Linked DNA regions of Sus scrofa: all the other regions are linked to region 1. The links are chromatin contacts, called in public Hi-C and HiChIP or PLAC-seq maps. All regions are on one chromosome and are shown on one strand. Each heading gives the region's core, a stretch centred on a gene start, on an enhancer-like site or on the middle of the called end of the contact. The rest is flanking DNA. Distances are from core to core; before and after follow the strand shown. Region 1 holds the start of NDUFB4 (NADH dehydrogenase [ubiquinone] 1 beta subcomplex subunit 4). Region 2 holds the start of STXBP5L (syntaxin-binding protein 5-like). Region 3 holds the start of LRRC58 (leucine-rich repeat-containing protein 58). Region 4 overlaps FSTL1 (follistatin-related protein 1).

What was found. Hi-C and Micro-C count contacts between places; a contact is called where the count stands out from the background. HiChIP or PLAC-seq counts read pairs in DNA pulled down with a chosen protein or histone mark.
Region 2: a contact with region 1 is called in an H3K27ac HiChIP or PLAC-seq map of alveolar macrophages. The contact joins the promoter of STXBP5L here to the promoter of NDUFB4 in region 1. A contact is called at or near these places in 1 of 47 Hi-C or Micro-C datasets (embryonic fibroblasts) and 1 of 2 datasets of contacts at active chromatin or transcription factors (alveolar macrophages).
Region 3: a contact with region 1 is called in a Hi-C map of liver, with 4 times the contacts expected there. The contact joins the promoter of LRRC58 here to the promoter of NDUFB4 in region 1. A contact is called at or near these places in 7 of 47 Hi-C or Micro-C datasets (brain, fetal skeletal muscle, heart right ventricle and 2 more) and 2 of 2 datasets of contacts at active chromatin or transcription factors (alveolar macrophages and skeletal muscle).
Region 4: a contact with region 1 is called in an H3K27ac HiChIP or PLAC-seq map of alveolar macrophages. The contact joins the enhancer-like site here to the promoter of NDUFB4 in region 1. A contact is called at or near these places in 1 of 5 promoter capture datasets (liver), 5 of 47 Hi-C or Micro-C datasets (brain, embryonic fibroblasts, heart right ventricle and 1 more) and 2 of 2 datasets of contacts at active chromatin or transcription factors (alveolar macrophages and skeletal muscle).

Annotation. Positions count from the first base shown.
Region 1 is chr13:139,729,074-139,731,907 of Sscrofa11.1, reverse strand. NDUFB4 (NADH dehydrogenase [ubiquinone] 1 beta subcomplex subunit 4) reads left to right here and starts at 1,416. Exons shown (of 3, transcript XM_003361882.4): 1 at 1,416-1,658. The coding sequence starts at 1,479. The region is part of intron 2 of LOC102162379 (a long non-coding RNA gene); the gene reads right to left.
Region 2 is chr13:139,489,867-139,492,700 of Sscrofa11.1, reverse strand. STXBP5L (syntaxin-binding protein 5-like) reads left to right here and starts at 1,474. Exons shown (of 30, transcript XM_021070287.1): 1 at 1,474-1,987.
Region 3 is chr13:139,926,327-139,929,160 of Sscrofa11.1, reverse strand. LRRC58 (leucine-rich repeat-containing protein 58) reads right to left here and starts at 1,453. Exons shown (of 5, transcript XM_021070309.1): 1 at 821-1,453. The coding sequence starts at 1,320.
Region 4 is chr13:139,880,656-139,883,489 of Sscrofa11.1, reverse strand. It overlaps FSTL1 (follistatin-related protein 1), which reads right to left. Exons shown (of 11, transcript XM_021070306.1): 3 at 332-436. Among named protein-coding and RNA genes, the nearest start is that of FSTL1, 35 kb to the right of the region's middle. Within about 2 kb of position 1,384, at least 36 of the 83 cell types and tissues checked have an H3K27ac peak or open chromatin away from gene starts, as enhancers often do. A contact at or near this core is called in alveolar macrophages and embryonic fibroblasts, where this site is marked.

The sequences.
Region 1 (2,834 bases), core at 167-2,666:
TGAGGTTGCGGGTTTGATCCCTGGCCTTGCTCAGTGGGTTAAGGATCCGGCGTTGCTGTGAGCTGTAGTGTAGGTCGCAGACGCGGTTCGGATCCCGTGTTGCTGTGGCTCTGGCGTAGGCCAGTGGCTACAGCTCCGACTGGACCCCTACCCTGGGAACCTCCATATGCCGCAGGAGTGGCCCAAAGAAATAGCAAAAAGACAAAAAAAAAAAAAAAAAAAACAACAACAACAAAAAATTTCTTTCTTCTACATTCCCTCAGTCTCCATTCTTCTGAGCCCATTTTTCTATATATTCATTTGGACAGTAAACTGCTTAGCAAATATTATCATATTCTGTCTATTCTTTCTGTACTGCCGGGATTGTCAGCTCCTCAGAGACAATCACCTCATCTTTCATTTTTGTTTTTCCCACTCAGCCTAGAAGATTGACTGACTAGTGTGCAGGATGCTTCATGCAGTGAGTGCTTAATAAATATTTAAAAACAGTATTAAAATGTTGAATAAATTTGACAGCAGTGCTGCTCCTCATCACGTCAAGTGCCAACACTTTCTAGGTCCCTTCTCTGCTTAGCAACCATTTCGCAACATTTCTACATGTCCCCAGATGGTTCATCCAAGCTGAAGTTAACTTTTGATCCACTTTCCTTGCCTGAGTTATGGAAATATTGTTTACATGTTTTCCCCTAAGGAATATCTGCTTGGTACCCAAAGAACCTGCCTTGCAACTTGAAGTAGCCCTTTTTCTTTGGTGATAGTGGGGAAAGGAGAAGGATGGTAGGGATGGAGAACATTCCCTTTAAGGTTATCCTCACTCTTCCCCCCAAACTATCTTTCACAGTAAGATAAAATGCTCCTATGCTTATTTTCATATTTCTATGGATGTTTTTTAATCTTAGCATCTGAAGAATGGTAAGGATTTTACTAAAAGGTTTCAGTGTTGTAACTAAGATTTGGTTTTTCTTTTTCTTGGATAAGGAATATTTTGCAAAGTATGTTGCATCTATTCATTATTTTATTTAATCCTCACATGAGTTTTGCTAGGCAGACAGAATAGGGATCATAATCTCCAGGATAAGGAAGAGGAAACTCCGAGAAGTTAAGTGACTTCCCCAGGTCAGAGAGATGGACTTGTACTAAAAGAGAATTCCACAGTCGGTCCCATTTCTCCTCTCTGCTAACTCAACTTCACAGAATGTGCCCTTCAGGGTCAGTAAAGCTAGAGCTGCAAGCACGGACAAGAAGCGAGACTTTCCACAGCGGTAGGAAAAGGAGAGGGCGGGGGAAGGCGAGGAAAGTACCTTGCGCATGCGCAGATCGCTACTAGCGCCGGGGACAGAGGAAGGTTAAAAAGCTGTACATGCTAAACCGTTTCCGCCTCTTGCTAACACGCAGGCGCACTTCCTCAGGACAAAGGTCAGCACGTAGGGGGCGGGCCTCGGGGCCCCGCAGGCGCGTTTGTGCGCCGGGTTGCCAAGATGTCGTTCCCAAAATACAAGCCTTCCCGCCTGGCAACCCTGCCAGCTACTCTCGACCCAGCTGAATACGACATATCTCCGGAAACCCGGAAGGCACAAGCCGAGCGGTTGGCCATAAGATCCCGGCTTAAGCGGGAGTACCTGCTCCAGTACAACGACCCTAACCGCCTAGGGGTCATCGTGAGTGAGGGGCCAGCCGGGTGGGAATCGAGGGCCAGAGTCCGGATGGTCCCGTCAGACCCGGCAGCCTAGACGGCCCAAGGGGGACCACGCCACGGGGCGGTCACCGTTTCCAAAGAGTGTTTTAAAACACAGGTCCTCTTCCAGGCCCAGAGAGCAGGACCTTGGCATTAGCCCTTTGACCTTGGGTGGATAGCTTAGCGGTTAGGAGGACGGGTTCTGGGTTCACAAGTGGCTGGGTTTGAGTCCCAGCTTGATCACTTCTCGCCTGGGTGATCATGGAAAAGCTTTTCAACCCTGCTGCTTGGCTTTGGTTTTCCTATCTGAAAAATGGGGATAATATAGTACTTCCTGTTTTACGAGGCTCTTATGAGGATTAAATGAGATGGGGCACGTGACCCACCAGCACAGTTCCTGGCTTGTGCTGAGTGTTCAGAAAATATGGGGGGGGGGGTGTTTTAAAGCTGTTTTCCACTTTACAGTTCACAGTTCATAGAAATACTGTTCTGATGGGAATATAGTGATTTTTCAGTTTACATCTTCTAATAATCCAGATACCCTACAGCTTGCTAAAGCTTTGGGCTTTGGAGTCAGACACGAAGGCACTACCTATTGGCAAATTATATGACCTTGTGCAAAATCCCTAACCCTTCTGAACCTTAGTTTTATAATTTTCATATACGGAAACGATAGTACATTCTTTATAGAAACCTTTTGAGGTTAAATGAGATAGTCTGTATAATGCTCCCAGCACTTATAACATGCCTAGTAGACCGATAGCTATTATCTAGAAGATAATTTTCTGTACAAGAGCTATTTAAATATGTAAATATGATTTTTTAGAGAAGTTTTTTTCCCAACAGTTGCATTGGTATTTTGTAGGAATTTTAGGAAGTTGTGAGGATTGAAGGAAATTTACAGGTGTGCCAGGAATTACTGAAACTTTCTGAAATTCAAATATCATGGGTATTTGAAGATTTAAACTTTATTACTATCCCCATTTTACAGATGAGAAAGATGACATGGGAAGGGCAAGTTGTCACAGGGTGATACTCTGTTAGCAAGTGGTAGAAAAGAATTAGAACCACAGTCTATAACCCAGAGCATCTTCTCAACCACTTGGCTGTATTGTCTCCAGCCAGAACCTTGTTTACTTGGGAGAAGGTGCTGAGAAAG
Region 2 (2,834 bases), core at 225-2,724, 240 kb after region 1:
ATGTGAGTGTTGCTTTCTATAGGCATTGCCATAGATTCAGACTATGGCCCAGCTTCCTCTTCCTTCTAAGAGAGTTTGCGGAGGCCTTCTGTACTCAGTGGAATATTTCTGGCAGGGTTCTGCATTCAATATTAGGATCTGAAAACGGAAGTCTAAGCTGATGAGGTATGGCCCTCCAGGAAGAGGCCTGAGTGCTTCTTCCCTCACTGACCCAGAACCTGCTGCTCCTTAGGACGACCCTCCAACAGGCTCTCATTAGGAGAAAGAGAAGCCAGGTGAGGTGGATCTACCCTTCCCTCCTCAGCATCTGTGACAAAGGAAATAATTAGAAATCAAAGATTAAGTCTGAAGTCAGACACATGGAGGTCAGGCTGGTTCAGAGAACAGAAGAAGCAAAGCCTTTGTCCATGTAAGGACAAGATAGGGTGGTCTAGTGGTTAAGTGTACAGATACTGAATCAGGCTACTGAGGTTCAAACTCCAGCCTGCCATTTATTTATTCATTTTTGTCTTTTATCTTTTTAGGGCTGCACCCAAGGCATATGGATGTTCCCAGGTTAGGGGTCGAATCAGAGATGTAGCTGCCAGCTTATGCCAGAGCCACAGCAACGTGGGATCTGAGCCACGTCTGTGACCTACACCACAGCTCAGGGCAACGCAGGATCCTTAACCCACTGAGTGAGGCCAGGGAAAAAACCCGCAACCTCACGGTTCCTAGTCAGATTCGTTTCCGTTGCACCATGATGGAAACTCCAAACCTGCCATTTATTTACTGATTTTCTTGGAGTCCCCAAATCCTAATGTCCCTATCTGAATATGGGAATCACAGTACCTACTTCATAATGTTACTTTGAGGACTAAATGTGATAATATGTGTAAAATGAGCTGAGTCTATCTCCTGTGTGACAAATGTTTTATATCAGTAATTTAAACCAATCTAGAGGAGAGACACAGTGAGGGGGCAGGGCCAGGGGCAGTAGCATGGAGGGGATATAGGGTCGGGATAGGCTGCATCTCATAACACCTTGCTCTCTAGCGTGTGCCTGTCGAAGACGTAACCTGTGCTCTTCTTGGTTGGGAAGCTGCATCAACACGTAATAAAAGAAGAGATTTGGAGACTCCTCAGAAAGGAAAGAACAGCTGTGATCTTTCTCCTCAACTCAGCTTATTTTTGTTCCCATGAAGGCCACTGTAGCTATTGGGATTACAAGCACCCCCACCCCCACCCCCCAAAAAAGCCTCTCTCCAGTGAACCAAGAGATTTAAGTGGCAGCACCAGTGACAGAATATCTGGCTGTCTGGCTCCTGTGTGCTGGCGCCTCTCCACCCCCGCCCATCTCCATCCTAGTTTTGGCTTCTCTAGTCAGACTTCTCTGCATAGCAGCAGAGGGTGTGCTCAGCGGCTCTGCCCAATGACGGACGGACCTGCAGCAGCCCCCGCTGAGGAGGCCAGGCTGTGATTCAGACTTCAGAGCACATTTGGAGGGTATTGCTTCTCAGCTGCCAGTAACAGCATTAGGTTTTGTGTTTTGTGATGGGCACTCTGTGGTCACTTTTCTGATTCATCAATTCTCATGTCCACCTAACCCTCTTCCCAACGACCTTTTATCCCATCTCCCCTCCCATTCATCTCCTTATTTGTCCTTGTGAATAACTACTTATTTCAGTGTATTTGGATATAAAGTCCTCTCTCTAATCTGATGGACAAAGAAACTTAAATGTGAATCTCTTCGGGAGGGTTCTACTTAATAGTAGATGAGGCTACTCAAAGGAAGCCCCTTAGCCTATAAAGCCAAAGCCGTCCTCAGGGGTCTATCATTCTCACCTGGAACCATATATACATCCTGTAGACATTTCATTCAGCACTCAGGTCTCCAGATTCACAGGTCCCTCCGTATGATCATGTGTGCATACAAACGACTCTTTTCAGAACCTGGGCCCCTGACTGATGGTTCAGGGACATGTCTGCTGCCTCGCACTGTCCTAAGGTAAGTCCATGTTATCTTATCTACATGTATAGTGTATTTGTGCAAAGCATACAGACCTGTTGTTGATTGTGATTTAGATATTGATAACATAAGGAGTAGACCAGAACAGTAGGTTTCAAGGACGTTGCCCTAGAGATCACTGTGGTCACTGTGAGTTAGAGAAGAGCAAGGCAAGCTGGCAGGCTCTGAACCCCACCCTCACCCCAATTCAACAAGAGAAGCTCTGCTTTATGAGTTTGCATATTTGGTTTTGCACTGGATAGTCTCTGTTTGCCTGTTTAAATCCATTCTCTGCCCTTCTCCATCCCTAGGAAGCTTGTTTTCTGGACTGCATCATTTCAGCTTCCTTGCCCTGGAGCATGGCTCAGCCAATGGGAGGAGCAGCGGGAGGCTGAAGGGCACAGGACTGAGAATCAGGGGTATTCATTCCCGTGACTACTCCCCTTCTAGGCTGTGGCTTGGCAAGGGCTACATTCCTCTATCAAAGTCCACAGCTTCTACCAGGTGGTGCCTTCCTATAGCTACAGTTCTTGCCAGGTTCTTGTAACAATTCTGCCCACTCTCCTTTCCCCATTCAGCCTGGGCTGGCCATGCCGTCCCACTGTGGCTAGCCCTGCCTTATTTTTACCATGCCTTGCTGGTCTCTCTTTACCCACACCCAGCTTTTGTGAATAGCCCCTTCATTAAAACCTCTTCACTCACCCTTATTCAGTTTTCCAACTATGTTTGAATTTTCCAAGCTAGTGCTGTGACTGATTCAGTCTTCTATTGTAAGATCTTTTTAGTAGAGGATTCTACTGCTAAATAAAATTTGCAAAACCACAAAACTGGATCAAACAGAAGCACT
Region 3 (2,834 bases), core at 204-2,703, 200 kb before region 1:
TCAACATACATTTAGTGACTAATCTAGCAGATGAGGCGGACCTGTAAACAAGGAATTATAATCAATAAGGTAAGTGCAGCGGTAGGATGAATGGTTCCCAAGAAGTACAGTTTAGACAATTATAATTGTTGTCCAGGAAGTAGTAACAGAAGGAAACAAACAACAAAAAATGACCCTCAAAACAGGTTTTAAGGATGAGCAGGGGTCTGTCCAGTGCAAGCAACATTCTAGGCAAAAGGAACAACAATGTACAGAGGCACTGTATCCATTCAACACACATTTAGTGAGAGCCTACAAGCTGCTGGTAAAGTGCACACCTTACTGAATTCCACAAATAGTATTGCTGGTATTGCCAAGGAGAAGACAGAGTAGGTAACGCAGTGGCAAGCAGGGATCAGATCAGAGTTCCTTTGTATGTCACTTTACAGGACATAAACTTTGATCTACAGGCATGGAAAACCACCCAAGACTCCGGAGCAATTAAGTGACAACCTCAGATTTACATATGTTTGAGTATATGCTCAGTTCAGATCACTTCCAGTGACCCCAGAAAAACAGAAAAAATATCTCGAAAATCTGCACAGCGCAAACACAACAAACCAAACGCTGTCACACCCATGATCCTATCAGCTCCTCAGTACAACTCACTGAGTTGGCAGGGCAGCCAAAGAGTTCAAGAGCCTGGACTGAGAGAGTTACGTGACAACCAACGGGCGCCAAGACCAGGCGCAGGGCCCCGGAACTACCGGGGCCTCGGGACACCCACCCTCGACCCTGTGCTGGGGCCTCCCTACTCTCGGGCAGGCCGGCACCCGCTCACCTCCTCAAATTTTCGATCTCAGCCGGGATGCTCTGAAGCTGGTTGCCGCCAAGGCTGAGGGTCTGCAGCGCACGCAGCTCCAGCACCGAGGTGGGCACCTCCTGGAAACAGTTCCCGCTGAGGTTGAGCACCTGGAGGCTGCGGCAGAGCGGCGACTGGGCCAGGCCCTTGGGCAGCGCGCCGGGCCCGCCGAGACGGTTATTCTTGGCCAGCAGCGTGCGCAGGCCGCTCAGCGCTAGCAGCTCCGGCCCCAGCGCGGTCAACGCGTTGCCGCTCACGTCCAACAGTTGGAGGTGCGGGAAGCCGCTGCCCAGCGCCCGCGGCAGCGACACCAGACGGTTGTGCGGCAGCAGCAGCCGTAGCAGCGCCTCCCGCGTTCCGCGCCGCTCCTCGCCCCGCGCCTCCAACTCCGACTCCAGCGTCTCGGGAGAAACGCTGAGGCGGGACAAGTTCAGCTCGGCCTCCCCGGCCGTGGCCACCGGCGCTCCGGCCTCCTGCATCCCGGCCACCGCGTCGCGCAGAGCGCGACCCACAGGCCGGGAGCTCCGCGGCGCCCCGGAACCTGAACCGAGGGCTGCGTCGGAAGTGGCGCGGGCGGGCGCTAACCCCGGCCCCCCTCCCCCCCCGCGGAGTCACGCGACGCTAGGAGGCGGGGTGCGCGCGCCGCTCAAGGGCCGGACTCCGTCTCGCGCGGCGCGCCGCAAGGATCCCATGAGCCGGGCGGGGGCAGAGAGCAGTCAGTGCTCGGCTTACTCTCTGAGCCCGGCTGGGTCCGGGCAGTCGTGTTCTATAGTTCTTGAAGTCTGGTGACCTGTCCCCGAATTCCAGGGTGGCCTCGGTAAACAGTCCGAGGACAGTTTGGTTATTTGGCTTTGAGGGTTCGCGCGTGACGGTGCACCGCCTTCTGAGGCCCTGGTTTCGGAGTGGGGGCCCCTGGTCTGCGGGAGCCAGCGAGGACTCAGGACTTTAGTGATGATTCAGTTGCATGACAGCAAGACCCGGGAATTCAAAGTCCCGGGATTGACCAAGCCGACTTAAAAGCGCGAAGGCAGCTGAACTAGAAATCGGGACTCTTGGATCTTACCTCGGGTTCTGCTGTTAAATAACTTTGTTTCCTCGGACAGGGGATTTGATTTCAGTTTCTCCATCCAAAAAAAATATGGCTAATCCTTGGCCTGCTTGCCCTAGAGGATTTTTTTTTTTAAAGGAATGTGTGTCAAGAACATTTCACCATTTTAGCTGTAGAAGCACTTCTGTGGTTTTTGGTTTAAGTTGCAGTGGCTGGAAATGAATTTGGGAGCCATGGCTGAGTTTTCGTTAATTTGAAATAGCTCAAATTAATTGATCAGTTTAACCCAGAAAGCATTGAGATTTTACTTCAGGTTAAAACTTCAATTTAACTGGAAAAGTCCTGATTCTGGCTTTCATGTAGTACTTCTAAACCTGTTTTCGCCCTTACCCTAAAGTCGGTTTTTTTCTGAAATTTTTATAATTTTGAAAAGTCATGGATAGAAATGAAAATATTTAGTGTATTTTTTTACAAAGCTTATGCATAAAAATGTTAGACGATTGTATATAACCAGTGCTATTAAATTGCTTTCTTCCTAAAAAGAATAAAGTTAACTTTTTTCTTGCCGGTTATTTGTGTGAGAAATTATGCTTTTTACCTCCTGCCAAACTTTAACTTAATTTCTGATTGATTTATGGTTATGGGAGGATACACTTTGTGAGTTTAAAGCAGGGATGGAGTGTTTTTAAAACCAATGGAGTGTCCTGAATTTGAAACCTGTTTTGAAAGGGTCCTTTTAAAAAGTAGACTTTACTTGGGATCAAGATAACATTCTGGCAGGAACCTAGTGTGTGAAAATTGCAAATGTTTAAAATAATACGGGAGTTCCCGTAGTGGTGGGCAGTGGTTAACGAATCCGACTAGGAACCATGAGGTTGCGGGTTTGATCCCTGCCCTTGCTCAGTAGGTTAAGGATCTGGCGTTGCCGTGAGCTGTGGTGTAGGT
Region 4 (2,834 bases), core at 135-2,634, 150 kb before region 1:
CCAGTTACCTAAGACCAATGGGATTTGAGGGTTACGGGAAAGATTATTAATTTTATGTTTGTATAAATGTCTCTACTATCGACTTATATAAAGCAACTGTTAATTTTGTAATTTAAAAATCTTATAAAGGTAAGTAGTGTTTAAAAAGAAAAGTATCCCTACATTCACATCTGATTTTTACCTTCTGAGATAAAATTTTCACTTCTTTCAAATACACAAGGTGTGCTTTTATAAAGATAATGAAATCATGGGCACTGCTGACTGGTAGCTCCAGCAAGGTAACCACACCTGCCTTGGCCACTGTCCTCTGGCTTCCGACCTTAGGACTTACCTCAATACAGAGGCAAGTGGGCTCTCCCTTCTCTGTGACTGCACATTCCCGGCCGGCTCCACAAAACACATTGGCACAGATCTTGGATTTGCTCCTTGGCTCTTCCTAAAACACAAAATCAAAAAGAAACTCTGTCACTGAGATGAGTCCATCTCTGGATAAGCCAATGGTGGTAATTATCTCTCAGGCTTGGGCTGTGGTCTGGAGTGAAGACTCATGGTGCTGAAGGGTCCTGAACAGCCAGAAGCTGTTGCCAACTGCCAGCATCCATCTTGCTGGCACTGCTCCTGCTCAGGTCCAGTTACTTCTGAGTGCCCAAGAGTGCTTCTTATAGAGCAAATTTCCTCCTTGCATGCTTTCTTCTAAAAATGTTAACTGAGCACCCATTAAAGGACAGTACTAGGCTAAGGTCTGGAGATATAAAGACTGTCCCTGTCCTCACGTGGAAACACAACAGAGACTTCCAGAAAGCAATGCGTAAGTGTAACAGTGGGAGGGTGAGAATCAAAGGAGACTTTCTGAAGATAGGTCCTAAAGGATGAGAAGAGTAAACCAGGCAGAAGTGGAAATGCTTGAGAGAAATACACATATCAAAAGGACCAAAGTCTCACTGACTAGGGTTCTGCTATCTCAAAAGGCGAGAGAAGGATGGCTAAACCATCAGAAACACGGATCTGCTATTATTCGACATGGTCCTATTCAGCCCCCTGTCCATATCTGCCTCTGGCTTCAGAGAACCAAGGGGGCTGAATCACTTAACAGAACTGTTTTCAAACCACTTGTGGTTAGACATTTGTGTTCATACATATGTAGCAAAACTGAAAAGGCAGGGAATGGTCCCAGCCTATGCCACCAAGAATGTGAGCATTTGCAGGCAGTAACCTGTCAGTGACACAGTCCTTCCCTCATATTAAATGGTGGCAGAAAGCCAGCCCCACTCCATCTGCCATTCAGGAGTGGCAGTTGAATGAAAGAGAATGTGATTCCTCCAGCCCTTTTCCTGACTGTCTGGGCAGGTAGTCACCTGGGACCTCCAGGCTTGTGCCTACTGAGGTAGCACTGGCTGTGACAGAACCAACAAAGGTCATGCAACTGGCCATAGTAAGGGCAGGGATAGAATCTAAGATTCCAGCCTTCAGGCGAGGTCTACCACGTCATGTAGAAAGCTCATACCCAAAAAGCTTGTAACTGTAAAATCCTTATAGTGGTCAAACGTTTTGAGTCCAAGAACAGGTCAAAGAAAGCAAAAAACAAAGTAGATGTGAGATCTGAGGGTCTGTGTCCAATACAGTTGGTCTGCTGCCACCTGGAGGCTGCTTTGCAAACTCCAGGTTATTTTCTCTCCGAGCGAGCTTGAAGGGCACGCAGAGCTCCCTCCCATTGGTCTAGAAACCCGGGCCATGCTCACGTTTCATTGGTTCACAGGCTGTTGCTAAACCCATTCTTTTTTGGATGTTGCTAAGGGGAATTCAATAAAGCTGGCAGGCAGCGAAAAAAAGAAAAAAAGAGGAAGTAATTCCCAGAAGGCTGGGGGTACTGGAAAGCTGTTGTTTCCTAAACCAGGAGTGGAGATAAAATTGCACATATTCTCCAGGCAAGACCTTCTTGGAAACTGTGCTTGGGAATGAAAAACAGCTCTAAAAATGAAAAGGAAGGGGAAAAAGAAGAAAAAAGGAAAAGGCTGTCACTGATCATTGTTAAAAAAAAAACCAACAGAACAACTCAGCTAGGACTTTCTCCTCTCCCCCTTTATGAAACATGTTGAGAGATACAAATACATGTCCTTCATGAATCTGTCACATGAGTTAAAGACACACTACTGCATAAAAAAACATGCTCAGACGTATGCATGTCTACACTCCAAGACACACCAACACATGGCCCCATAAGCAGATACTCACAAACCGTTATCACTTACTAGCTCTTCGTCCATAATAAGGCACTTTAATGCTCTGAGCCTGTTTCCTCATCTGTAAAGTAGGGGTAAATACTAGCCCTGCCTTGTCAAGATAAAATGAGATAATATATTTGGAATTGTGTCATAAACTATGAAACAAGTTGCCCGTGAAGTGTTACTCATATTAATGCTTAAAGAACTTCCTGCAGAATAAATAACTTGTGGCATTTATAGAGCCTCTTTTTATCTTATGTTTGTTTTTAGTGAGTATTCATAATAAAAGCTTTTACTTATAGATCAAATTCAACTCGTCATTTTTTAGAAATAATTCTAAAAAATCCATTTGAAGAAATACTCTTTACCTAAAATACAATGACTAATATTTGATAGCACTATTAAAACTTGCAGAATGTTTTCACACATACACTTTCCTCTTATTGTGGATAACCCTGCAAAAACATGCATATTAACTACATTTTATAGATGAGGAAACTTTTTTTTCCTCTTTTTTGTCTTTTTTAGGGCTGCACCCACGGCACATAGAGGTTCCCAGGCTAGGGGTCTAATAAGAGCTGCACTGCCAGCCTATGCCACAGCCACAGCAAC